Linked DNA regions of Canis lupus: region 2 is linked to region 1. The links are chromatin contacts, called in public Hi-C maps. All regions are on one chromosome and are shown on one strand. Each heading gives the region's core, a stretch centred on a gene start, on an enhancer-like site or on the middle of the called end of the contact. The rest is flanking DNA. Distances are from core to core; before and after follow the strand shown. Region 1 has its middle 20 kb from the start of CD2. Region 2 overlaps LOC119869821 (a long non-coding RNA gene).

The links. Hi-C and Micro-C count contacts between places; a contact is called where the count stands out from the background.
Region 2: a contact with region 1 is called in a Hi-C map of blood, with 5 times the contacts expected there. The contact joins two enhancer-like sites. A contact is called at or near these places in 2 of 9 Hi-C or Micro-C datasets (both in blood).

Annotation. Positions count from the first base shown.
Region 1 is chr17:54,675,807-54,682,365 of UU_Cfam_GSD_1.0, reverse strand. No RefSeq gene overlaps it. Among named protein-coding and RNA genes, the nearest start is that of CD2, 20 kb to the left of the region's middle. Within about 2 kb of position 3,220, at least 7 of the 20 cell types and tissues checked have an H3K27ac peak or open chromatin away from gene starts, as enhancers often do. A contact at or near this core is called in blood, where this site is marked.
Region 2 is chr17:54,963,414-54,969,812 of UU_Cfam_GSD_1.0, reverse strand. It overlaps LOC119869821 (a long non-coding RNA gene), which reads right to left. Exons shown (of 3, transcript XR_005372638.1): 2 at 3,777-6,399; 3 at 2,453-2,723. Among named protein-coding and RNA genes, the nearest start is that of TTF2, 8.4 kb to the left of the region's middle. Within about 2 kb of position 3,227, at least 4 of the 20 cell types and tissues checked have an H3K27ac peak or open chromatin away from gene starts, as enhancers often do. A contact at or near this core is called in blood, where this site is marked.

The sequences.
Region 1 (6,559 bases), core at 1,971-4,470:
CATGGCTGGTGCCTGGCGCCCATCACTCTGGATGTAAAGTCCTGAGTCAGACTATCCAGTTAGTTCATCTTCAGCTTTCTGTGCTCACGTCCAGCATATGACAGGGACAGCGAGTATCAGGTCCTCGGAACCTCTATTGTGTTAGGAGAGTTCCCCAAATGTAGAAAGAGGATCAGCAGCTGGACAGCCTCCCCCCCCCCCCCCCACCCCGGGACAAATGTCCACTACGGTTGTTAAATGATTGTCATGATGAGTAAACCAATTATAACTGAATTGATGGTGGGGAGGGGGACCTTATTTTGAAACACAGGATCAGAAGGAGAAAAAATAGTAAACAGGCTTGATTAAAAAAAGGAGGGGGGGCACCTTGGTGGCTCAGGTGGTTAAGCGTCTGCCTTCGGCTCAGGTCATGATCCTGGGGTCCTGGGATAGAGCCCTGCATTGGGCTCCCTGCTCAGCGGGGAGCCTACTTCTCCCTCTGCCTCTGCCTGCCGCTCCCCCTGCTTAGGCTCTTGCTCTCTCTCTGTCAAATAAATATATAAAAACTTTAAAAAATAAATAAAAAAGAGATTGGCCAGAACAGATGATTTCTAATGTTGCAGTGAGTTTAGGTGCCCCCTGCAGGCGGAATGAGGAAACAAGGACTGAATTGATCTCCAGCTTTCTTTTCATCAAACATATGCCATAGAACCGAGGCTGGTAGATTTAATCACTGCTCAGGAATAATTAGTCACAGCTGATATTAGGTTCTGCCACATATAAGAAAATAAAAGGAATAATGGCATAAACAGAACCAAATTTTCTTTTTTAAGAAAGATTTTATTTATTTGATTGAGAGAGCAAGAGAGAGCATATGAAGGAGGAGTGGCAGGAGGAGAGGGAGGGAGAAGCAGGCTCTTCACCAAGCAGAGAGCCAGGCATGAGGCTCAATCCCAGGACCTGGAGATCATGACCTGAGCCAAAGGCAGACACTTAACTGACTAAGCCACCCTGGTGCCCCGATACAAAGTTTTCTTGTATATAAGAGAAATTTGGAGGTGAGCGGTCCCAGGCTGGTATGCTGGTTTTATAGTGTCCATGAACCCAGGCCTCTTCTATTTGTGCTCTTTCATCTTTAGCACTTCAGGGTTTTCATCCACAAGGACAGCTCCTCAAGGCTGCTGGAGCTCCAGCCATCATGCCTGGCCTTCCAGATAGAAAGTAGGAGGAAAGGTGAATGGGCAAAAGGCAAAAGGGCATTTACAAACTCTCTGATGACTCTGAAGGCTTCCTGAAAGTCGCAACTCACATATCTGCTCACATCTTATTGACTACCCCTAACTGCAGAACAGCCTGGGAACTTTTAGCTGGCCACACTGCCACCCAAAGATTGAGTGAGCAACTAGCAGTCTTTGCCTCCACAAAGATGATCAGCAGGAGTCAGAGTCTGGTTTGATGGCCTCTGGCTCTCCTTCTGCCCCCCTTCATCTCTCACTCCTAGTCAAATGCAATAGGGAATCACTTAACACCAGGGAAGACTCAGTGAGAGAAACCAGCACAAGTGCCCTAGCTGCAACCTCTCTGAAACATCTCGAAGATGCGTATGGGTCCTTTAAGGAGCTTCCCAGAGACCAACCAACACAGTAAGCAGGTACAGAGTGTTTACCTTCTGGCTGGCACCATGCCAGGTGCTTTATCTCCGTGCCTTCACCTCATTCTCAGAGCTACTCCATGAAGAGGCACAGTCGTTCCCAGCTTGCAAATGAGGAAGTCAAGGACGAGTGGCAGGAAGCATCTGGCCTGGTCACAGAAAGTGGGAAGCCAGCATCGAGACCTGGGTCTGACTCCTGAGCCCAAGCTCTTAACCAACACACTGCAGCCACTCTGTCCCATATAGTGCTCACTGGCTACCAGAGCTACATGTTTAGGTACAAGGTCACTAGAATAGAATGTGGTTTTTTGTTTTGTTTTTTTTTAAGATTTTATTTATCTATTTGAGAGAAGGAGAGAGGGCGCGTGTGCATGAGCAGAGGTGAAGGGCAATGGGAGAAGGAGATGCAGGCTCCCGGGACTCAATCCCAGGGCCCTATCCCAGGATCCTGAGCTGAAGGCCGTTGCTTAACAAACGGAGCCCCCCAGGTGTCCCTGCAGTGTGTGGTTTAATGGCCTAGCCGCACCGACTACATTTCAAGTGCTCAGTAGCCACACATCAGGGCCAGTGGCCAACCTCCTGAATAGTGAAGGTGCCGGATGTTTGCACCACCGCAGAAGGTTTGGTTGGGCAAGCTTGTGCCATACAAAGGGATCGTTTCTGGCTTCTGTCCCTCATCCCAAAGGAGGCAAGGAGATCTTCTCTTCCTTCTAAGATGCCAGAATCTTCCCCGTGTTGACCAATCCACACAAATGGTCTGACCTGATTAAGATCTATTCCCTAAACTATGGATTTTCCATCACTGTTTATAATGCTGTGGACTGTGAGTACCTGATTTTAGTTTTTCCTAATGAAGCTTGAGACAGGATGCTTGTACAAATACTTTGAATGAGACAAGAAACCCCTCGGGGGAAGCTTTTATAAAGAGATCCTTTAGCTTTCTGTGTTCTTTAGTTAAATATCTCTGCAATATAACCTATACAACTCGCAGTGCAAAGAAGTGGAAGAAACTCTAAGAAAGAAAATATCCAGAAAGTTGGGGAAACGGCAGGCTGCTCTATTTCTGTGGCTACAGGACTTGAACTTTGGGGCAGGGCAGCCACTGCAGGGGGTGAAGAGCCTGCTGGCCCTTAAGGCTGCTCCCTGGGGCTCCCAGCCCGCTCAGCGCTCAGCTCACAGGGGGGACCACTGGCTGCACTGGCCTGAGTTTCTCAACCCCCGGCTGCAGCCCCCTTGTCTTCTAATGCCTCCCCTTAGCTTTTACTCTGTCCTCTTCCTGTCTTGGCATGTGCCCAATGCGTTTCGGCTGAAACTTGCTCTTTTAAAAGGTTGCAGAGCTCTCGGCGACGCTGGGTTTTTAAGAGCACATTTGCATCTCTTCTCAGTTGCTGCCTTAATTACACATAATAAAGGTATTTAGTTATAGAAGAATAGCTGATGAGCCCAAACTATAATAAAAAAGGGGCTTGCCAAAAGCCATTTCCTTTGTCAAGAGAGAACTTGCTCAAAGGCAGTGGGAAGCCGTGATTCATTCTTACACCACAAGGGTTACTACGAGAAATTCAGCTCGTGGGGAGTGGCTGTCGCACAGACTCTCAGCAGTAACAGAGCTCTCAGTCATGTTCTGCTCCGCAACCAGGGCCACCGCCTCCACCAGGAGCGTATGACTAAAGGAGACCAATGCCCTGTGACGGGGATCCTGGGGGGTCTGCAAACTTCACCAGCTGATCGCCTGTTTTTGTAACTAAAGCTGTACTGGAACAAGGCCATGCTCATTCATTTCCATGTTGTTGATGGCTGCTTTCACCCTACAGGGCAGGGTTGAGTAGTAGCAGACACCACGTGGCCGGTAAAGCCTAAAAATACTCTCTGACCTCTTTCCCAGAGAGTAGATGAGAGCAGATGAGAGGTTGGAGTCCTATACTGGGTGGAGCTCTTTCTAGATAGATGGCTCTGCACTCACCCTGCCCTGGCGCCTGGTCCGGGGCGGCATCACCTCACCCCTGCGGCACTGCCCGCTTCTGCCCACCCATGTCCCCCCATCCTCTGCAGTCTCATCTCCACACTGCTGCCAGGGCACCTCTTCAAAGTGTAAGTCGTTTCATGCCACTGCCTTGCTCAAAACCCTCCGAGGGCTTCCATTCCATAGATAGTAAAACTATCTTATAATATTCTTAAAGTGACCTACAGGGCCCTACATCGACAGCCCGGCACCCATGCTATCACCTCTCCCACCTGTTCCCTTCACCTGGCTCCCTCTGCCCACTCACACCAGCCTCCTTACTTAGCCTCAAACTGCCAAGCACTGTACCCTTCATAGGCAAAGGTGGTGAGCTGGCCCCCCAGTATGCCCAACCGTAGCATGGCCTGGTTGCTGGGAGGCAGCGGCCCAGCCAGACCCCTGGCATTCAGGGGCAGCCTCCTGACCGGTTCCTACCTCTGGTGCATAACAGGAAGTGCAGGGAGTGGTGCTTGACACTTCCACCTGGAGGTACACGTCCTAAGAATCCTTTGTGCTTTCCCTACTCCCCAGCTACCCACTTCATGGGGAGGTCTTTGAGGTCTGTGGGAATGGGAAAGCCATAGGATAGAAGGCATGTGTGTCTCTGGACCCAGAGGAAGAATGCTGCTATCAACCAGCAGCATGACCCTGGACTGGAACATGAGCAAGAGATAGACATTTATTGCACCATAATTTTATTATGAAGTTGGGGGATTTGTTCGCCACCACAGTTAGCATTACCCGACTGGAGGGCCTTTGCATTGGCTGTTCCCCAAACAACTGCACGATTTTTCACTTCCTTCAGCTCTCTGTTCAAAGGCCATCTCATCTGAGAGGTTTTCTCAGGCATCCCTAAGTAGAAGAGCAAATCACCTGCTACCCCAGCTCCATCTGCCCTATACAGTTTTATCTTTCTCCACAACACCCACCATCACCTGACATAGCCTTTCTTTCCTAGCTCATTGTTCAGTGCCTGACTCGTTTGCCATCTTTCTTACTACACTGGAATGTGAGATCCCATGCAGTCAGCGCAGTGTCTGCCAAGTGTAAATGTTGAATGAATGAATGAATGAATGAATGAATGAACAGATCAACAAGCCCAAGGGTCTTTAAGTAAAGCATCATTTGATACCAGAGGCTACATGGACGCCAGACATGTAGAGCCTCTGCTCTCAGGTGGTAGTGCACAGTAAGAACGGCTCTACCCTGCCGCAGGGAGCCCAGGCTGCTCAGAACCTCGGGACTGGGCATCAGAATTAGCCCAAGGGGCCCGGGGAAGCCTGCCAAAGGAGGCAACACCCAGGAGGGCCTGGTGTGAGAAGAAGCCAGGAGAGGTGTTCCTGGCACAGGGGAGACCGGGAGGCGTGCCACAGCCTGGTGGGTTTGCAGAACCCCGAGCAGGCTGATAAGGTGTGAACTCAGGGGCAGCTGGGAAGTGGGGTAAGGGAGGGCAGAAAGGCCTGTGGGGCCAGATCATGAACAGACTTGCTTGTTGTGCTCAGCTGCTTGAACTATATCCTGAAAGCGATGGGAACCGGGCGAGAGAGGGATAAGTGGGGGAATGGCATAATCAGGGGTGTGTTTTATGAGGCTCTCTCTGGCAGCAGCCATTGGATGGGGTTGGCATGGGCAGATGAGTGGCCAGATGAGGCAAATGTATCTAGACGTCCTGGGGGGCAGTTCAGGACCCCAGGCCTCACCACCACGAGGCCTCCTCTAGCCAGGGAGCCTGGGATGCTCCACTTCCCACTTTCTCCCTCCCTGCACTAGGTGAGGAGGTGGGTGCCACCTGGGTCTAGTTTCACAAAACCCTGGGCTCCAAGAGAAGGTAGGGGTTTCAAAAAGTGGGTTGCCAAGGGGCATGTGGGTAGCTCAGTTGGTTAGGTGTTCAGCTCTTAATCTCAGCTCAGGCCTTGATCTCAAGGTTGTGAGTTCAAGCCCCACGTTGGGCTCCAGGCTGGGCATGGAACCTACTTAAAAAATAAAAAGCACATCTTTGAATGCTTATTGAGCTCTGCATTCACCTTCTCTCACTGTCCATCAGGGACCCTGCAGGGACAGGAGACCATGATGCATCACTGCCACAAACCCGTGCCTGTGAATACACCAGGGGCCTGGGGTCATTGCTAAAGGGAGGATGTTTGGGATGCCGAGGCATCAGGTCTGTCAGGTTATAACTTATGCATTTAGGGTCCTGGTCCCTGACAGGTTTCCGGAGAGGGGACAGTTAGTGTGTATAGACCATGCTGCTGCACTTCAAGTGAGTGAGGCTGACTCTCTCCAGTTAGGCGAGGCCCAAGGAAGCCAGGAGATGTCAGCAATAGGTAGCTGTAGCCAACCAAATGTCAGCAGTGGATCTTCCAAGACCCTTGGCTTGCTCCCAGACACTTGGTAGCTTCCATGTGGCAGTGTCCCCACAGCAGCAGAACTCGTGACACCTTCATTTCCATCATACCCCAAGCTCGCCCACCCGTGGAGCACTTGCCAAGGATTCCAGGACTGGGAGGAGGGGGCAGTGAAGTCTTAAAGGTGTGCAGATAATGTGTGGAGCTGAGCAGTGGGGAAACTCTAGGGGTCTGGCTTCCAGCAGCGTGTCTCCAAAGCTGAGAGACAAGTGAGACAACCCTTGGTTCTCCTGTGGTTTGTGCCAGGTGAGAACTGACTCCCTTCAAGGAGCCTTAGAGATGTTCTGAGACCGAAGTGAGGAGTGCAGGTGGTAGGCGGCTGGGTGAGCAGTTGCGGTGTAAGCGTGTGGAGGAGCTGACAATGCCTGAAACAGAGGATATTACTGCCCAGAACAGGCCCTCCCAGGCTCCCTGTGGCTCTCATTGGGCAGAAGAGGCACAGGGGTTTGAGTTGGGAGCTTGGAAGGGCGGGCAAGCTATGCAGATGAATAAAGTGGGCAGGTGGTGACCAGTCTCCACCCC
Region 2 (6,399 bases), core at 1,978-4,477, 290 kb before region 1:
ATGGAACTTCAACTAAAACTTAAGTAAAAATGACATCAATTGTTATTAATCCAAGGAGATCAAAGAAAGAGTAATGGTTTGTATAACGTTAAGTAACAAACTTGTATACATACTATGATCCGGGTCACGTGAAAAATATTTAACTACCAAAGTATTAACTTTTTTTTAGAGAGAGGAGAACCCCTCAGTGTGTGGGATGCCTGGAGGGGCAGAGGGAGAGGGAGAGAGAGAATCTTAAGCAGGCTCCATGGGGCTAGCCCAGGATTACATGAGAGGCTCCATACAGGGCTTGAAGTGGGGTGAGGGGGGCCAGTGCTGGATCTCGGGACCTTGAGATCATGACCTGAGCCAAAACCAAGGGTCAGATGCTTAACCGACTGAGCCACCCAGGTGCCCCACAAGAAACTATTAACTTCTAAGACTAATACACTGTTGAGTTCCATTCCTATGGCTCTGAGAGGTTGGGTTGGGAGATGGGTGCAATTCTTACTTTGTGCAACTCACATGTGTTACTCCTTTGATTGAAAAAAAAAATCCAGATGTCTTTACATTAAGAGCAGATGCATAAGAAAAAATAAGGAAGGAATGACCCAAACAATAATCATGCTTATTTAAGATGGCAGGATTATTGGCAGCTCTTTTCTTTTTTTCCCCATTTTTCTGTACAGTGTGCAATGCTGCTAGCCTGTTGGTGGAAAAACAGCTGGAGAACCCATATCTCCACACCTCTACCACAGCACCTCTTAAACTCCTTCACTTCTTGGGGGATCTCTGGGTGGCTCAGTGGTTTAGCGCCTGCCTTCAGCCCAGGGCATGATCCTGGGATCCTAGGATCGAGTCCCATGTCAGGCTCCCTGCCTGGGGCCTGCTTCTCCCTCTGCTTGTGTCTCTGCCTCTCTCTCTCTCCGTGTCTCTCATGAATAAATAAATACAACCTTTAAAATAAAATAACATAAACTCCTTCGCTTCTCAATCCAGCTATTTAACCCTGATCTTCCTATCATTCATTCTTCCTTTTATTTTCTTTTTTCCTCCTGTCCACTTTTTGGTATGTCATTCCAAACCTTATAGCAAGAATACCTTTTCCCCTTTTTTCCTTAATTCTATACTAGTTATTTTGCTTAATTCTGACCTTATCGTCTACCCAAATTCCAAATATCATTGGAAAGCAAGGACCCTTCTCATTCATTCCCTAAAGCCCTTGCCTTTTTGGAGTTCCAGATGCCCTAGTCTCAGGACCTCGGTGACCATGTGCACGTGCTCTGGTGTCATGCTGAATTGAATTTCCTCAGGAGTAACAAATGTCACTAGGGAAGATCCCAGGTTCTCAAGTGGAAAATGGAGAATCCACTCCAAAGACTTTTGCTGTGAGCCTCCCTAGGTGCTGGGATCTTTGGGCTTGGCTGAGCAAACTCCAGCAGATTTCAGGCTAGCTCCCCTTCCATTTCCTTGCCGAGTTAACCTAGGAGCTGGAGCAGAACAGCCTCTGTCTGTTAGAATGGTCTTCCAGAACTCACTAATCTTTTATTTTATTTTTTTAAGGTTTTTTTTTTTAAGGCTTTATTTATTTATTCATAAGAGATACACAGAGAGAGGCAGAGATACAGCCAAAGGGAGAAGCTGATGCAGGACTCAATCCCAGGACCCTGGGATCACACCCTGAGCCAAAGGCAGATGCTCACCCACTGAGCCACCCAGGTGCCCCACTCACTAACCTTTTAAAAACATGAATCAGATTCTGCTACTCTTTGCTGACAATGCTTTGGTGGCTCTCCACTGAACTTCGAGAAACGTTGAAATCCTCATCCTGGCTCATGCTGGGGAGGTGGGGGGCGGGGGGAGGCTGCCCATGTGACCTTGACCCTGTCTGGTTCTCTCTCTCACCTTCTGCACTGTCCTCCCCGCCCCTGTGTGCCCTCCATCCTGACCTGCTCTCCTTGCCTCACTGTGCTGGGCTTGTCTTCCCCTTAAGTCTATTGTTCACCTTGTACTTTCTGCCTGCCGTGTTTTCCTAGTTCTTTAAAAAGCCTCGCCCCTAGCTCTTGGGGTCTCAGCTGAAGTATCCCCTCAGTGAGAGTTTCCATGACTACTTAAAGAGATCCTTCCCTGCTCTTCTCTGCCTCAGCACCCTGTTTGCTTTCTGCATAACATGTCATTTGCGTGTTGCTGTTTCCTTGTTGATGGTCTGTCTCCCCCTCATAGATTATATGTGTAAGTGTCAAGAAAGCAGGGACTACAGGACCTAGAAACTTGCTCACCATGGTACGTAGAAATTCAATACATATCTGGTAAGTGAAATAAATGAAACCTCAGAGTGGAAGGGACCTAAAGGTACCTAGGGTGCCCACCCAGTCCCCTCCACATCATCCCTAACAGATTCAGCATAGGACTTTGGAGTCACAGCAAATTCTTTATTAGAGTAGCTCAAAATGGCAATTAATTCTAACGTATATTGAGGAGGAATATGCTTTTCTGTCTGAAATTTCCACTTCCTCGTAATCTGGAGTTCCGCATCATCCATTGAATTTTCTCTTCAATGTCACTTTCACATTTTTGAATACGGCTCTCTCATCCTCCCCACACCTGCTCGAATTCCCAGTCCTCGGGGAGTCTGCTCCAGCTGCTGCAATCATTTCTGTCCCCTCTGGACCCCCTCACCAGCACTTTCCAGTGAATGTTTGCTTAATTTGAGGCATCTCAACTGGAACTCAATATGAAGAATCCTGTGGGATAATTCTCTCCTTTATTTCGTATATGACCACTATACCCATGCAATATAAAGCAGCAAAAAAACCACTTCTCTCTCCTTGCTAACGAATATGTCATGCTAGTCATTCATATCAAGTGTACAACCAACCAGAACCGCTGCATTCATCTTTCACGCATGAACCTGCCTCTCCTTTACCTGATGCATCTAATTGCCCGAACTTAACTCTGGATTCTATCTTTCATCCTGTTGGCAGAGATCCATCATTCTAACCTGTCTAGATCTCTTTGAATCTTGTTCCTGTCAGCTGACCTATTAATGCTGTCTCCTGACTTCGGTGTCAACCAAACACTTGACAAGGCCTCTCCCTTTGACTCCCTCCCAGTAGCCAGGAGAAATGCGAAGCATTTCAGCACAACCTGGAGAGGCCTCCTGTGGGTAAACGTGGTGCCCAAGGTGTCATGATTCAGGGACGGCCCTCCGGGTCAGCCCCGAGGGCCACGTCACTCCTGGTTCCAGAGCCTTGCTACGGCTCACGTGTGCTCTGTACGTGTCCCTTGGTTTACCAGCCTGCAAAGCTGAGCGGAAGAGGAAGTGAGGTTAACCTGGGCGATTTGTTCTTGGTGAGCAGCACAGGAAGTGGCCTGGACGCTGCAGGGGGATGTGGTTCCTCAGGGCAAAGGCCCTCGCCTGGCGCCAGGCTAGTGATTCATTCAGTCACACCATCTCCTGTCTTGTCCACTTGCCTGGCAATGCCTGTCACCTCTCACTTTTTATCTAATCGGCCACCTCCTGCCCACTTCTCTCTCCAGCTTTGCGTGCATTTGGATGAAGGCTGGCGGATTCTGGGTGAGGGATTTGCCAGGGTCGGACAATGAGAAGAAGCAGAGTTAATAACTCTTTTGATGAAGATCTGAGGCAGCCTTCCTGGGTAGCCCAGGGCATCCCCTTCAAAAGATGGAGCTCTTCCCAGCTCTTTACTTCTCCTTTAGAGCTTCCCCACCCTCTGTTTCCTGGACCACTTTCACCTCACTCAGCAGAAGTCCTCCACACAGCAGACAGAGCTTACCGTCCTCCATGGTAGCCGGGAGACAGAGAGGCCTGGCCTCAGGGCTCAGGGCCCGGCTGCCTCTCCCGGCATCTGGAAGTTCCTTTCCTCTAAGCAGGCAGCCTCTTCCTTCTCCGGGTCAGCAGGTTCCTTCAGACACTGCTGGTGCCTGGTGCTGGGGATAGGACTTCCGCACCTGGGCCCATGAGAAAAGCTTGGGTGGAGCCTGGGCTGTGAGGGTCTTCTTTCTGTGGTTTGTTGACTTTTATTTCTGCTTTCTCACTCATATGCTAATTGCCTGATTCTTCCCTCCCAGTTCCTCTTTTTCTCCCACTTTCCCCACTACCCCTCTCGCCAACCCTCAACATATCTCTGTCAGTCCAAGGGAGACCAAAACAGTGTTAAGGAGGGCTGTGGAAGAGGACTCACCCAGGTTCTTTTATGCCCTTTCCAGTCTCACACTTTTTTTCAGGGTGATACAATTCCTGCCACTTTCCTAATTTCCTCTGTCTGATAGAAGAAGAGCTGGAGCGTGGCTAAGTGGTAGGTAAAGAAATTCTGCCCACTTGAGTGGCTTTGCTGTTAAGCTGTATGCCCTGCCCGGGTGTGTGCATGCACAATAAGAAATATCAAATAACTTACTCCATCTGAACCATGCTAACAGGCATGAAGAACACAGGTAGGGAGCAAACCACAGTTCAAGTCATGAATTATGCTATGAATTCTTCTATGGACTGAATTGCGTCTCCCCAAATTCATGTGATGAAGCTCTACTTCCCAATGTGATGGTATCTGGAGGTGGGGGCCATTATCTGGAGATAATTAGGTTAAATAATGTCCTGAGGATGAAGCCCTCATGACAGGATTAGTGCCCTTATGATAGCAGAGAGACTCTTCCTCTGTATGAGTGTGTTTCTCTGTGTGTGTGTCATATGAGGACGTAGCGAGAAGTTGTCAGTCTACAAGCTGGGAAGAGGGCCCTTGCCAGTTGCCTGGCATCTGATTTGGGACTTTCAGTCTCCAGAACCGTGAGAAACTAAAGTTCTGTTGTTTGAACCACCCAGTTGATGTATTTTGTTATGGCAGCCTGTGCTGACTAAAACAAATTCCGAAGCTAATTATTTGCTATCTACCATAACATTTGTTTTCCAAATGTGCCATTTGCACTCGAATCTACATGCAAATTGAATTAGCTAATTAATACAGGTATAAAGTACCTCAGGATAGGAGTCTCTGGTGACTTCATTCCCCACTAATTCTCATATATTTATATATCTTCACTTGGAACTCCTGAATTAAAGTACCATGGCTCTTCATTTAACTATAAAGCACTTAGACAATTTTGTCCAAATGTTCCTCTGTCCACGTTGCCTTGGATGAGGACTCTTCCCTGCAACTTCATACTTACCCTTCTGTAAATTAGGCTTTTGGTCTGTGGACCCAAACAATGATCCCGTTTTGTAGCAAAGCCATTGCTGGTATTTCATGTCCATACTCTGTTCTGTCCACTATTAATGTTAAGAACTAGAACACAAAATGCAGGTGTCTGGTTTTCTTTCCAGAAGTAAAAAGGATTAAAATGTCCAGCTTATCAAGGATGATAATGACCACAACCTAACATTCATGAATTCTAACTCCTGTACGTGCATATCTCATTTAACCCTTCCAACAGACTCCAGGAAGTAATGGACATCGCTTCCTTTTTAGGGACGAGGGAGATGGGGCAAAAGGAGATTAACTGGCAAAGATGACACAGCCAGTGATGGATGTCAGGATTTGCATGCAGGCAAGTCTAAATCTGAAGCTCACCTTCCTGACTATTAAGAAACCAGATGTATTTGTTGGGCATGCCACCTAAAAGGAGCAAAAAGTTGAAGTGGAGAAACCTAAGAGGAGATAGTTTAATGGTCTTGATTTTATTTTGCTGCCTCTTACTTTCCACAAGGGCTCATGTGCTGACGATTTCTTTTGTATGAAAGGATTACTAAATATCACAGTCCCCATTTAGCCTGCTATTGCCAGTTGGGAAGTCTCTTGGTTTACTGTGTTTGAATGCCCTCTACTTAAGACTACATGGATGCCTTCCCTAGGTCAAGAAAAGTTTCAAGCGAGGAATTTGAACCCGAGACTTGGATTTAAAAAAAAAAAAAAGCATGTGTGTGTGTTAGGACCTGCCGTTGGACAGAGCCAGTAGCCCTTCTTCAGTATCAAGGCTAAGTCCAGCTACTTCAGACTCCTGTAACACTGCCTCAGTTTTGCTTTAATAGTGGTGTTTTTTTGCACAGCATCCCAATTTGTCAGGTCTAGGACTACAAGGGATTTGGCCCATATAGAGTAATAAAGGCCTTTCTGACATCAGCGCCATCTTAATGGGGCTGGTCACACCTTGGGTTATTAAGAACAGAAGATCCTCAATTTTCTGCCACCAGCAGGGTGGTACAAATAGCTGCCACCAGACCATTAAACAATACAGAGATTTCCTAAAGACAGAGTCAAGAACTTGTAGCAATCGCCTTCACTTATGAGAGCCCATGACAAACATGCTCTCATGTGCTTATTTGAATGGCCTCATAAGGTAGCACAGAGCGGCCAGGCAATCAACATGCATTGGGTTGAATGGGTGGGAATCAGGACACAGAGTGCA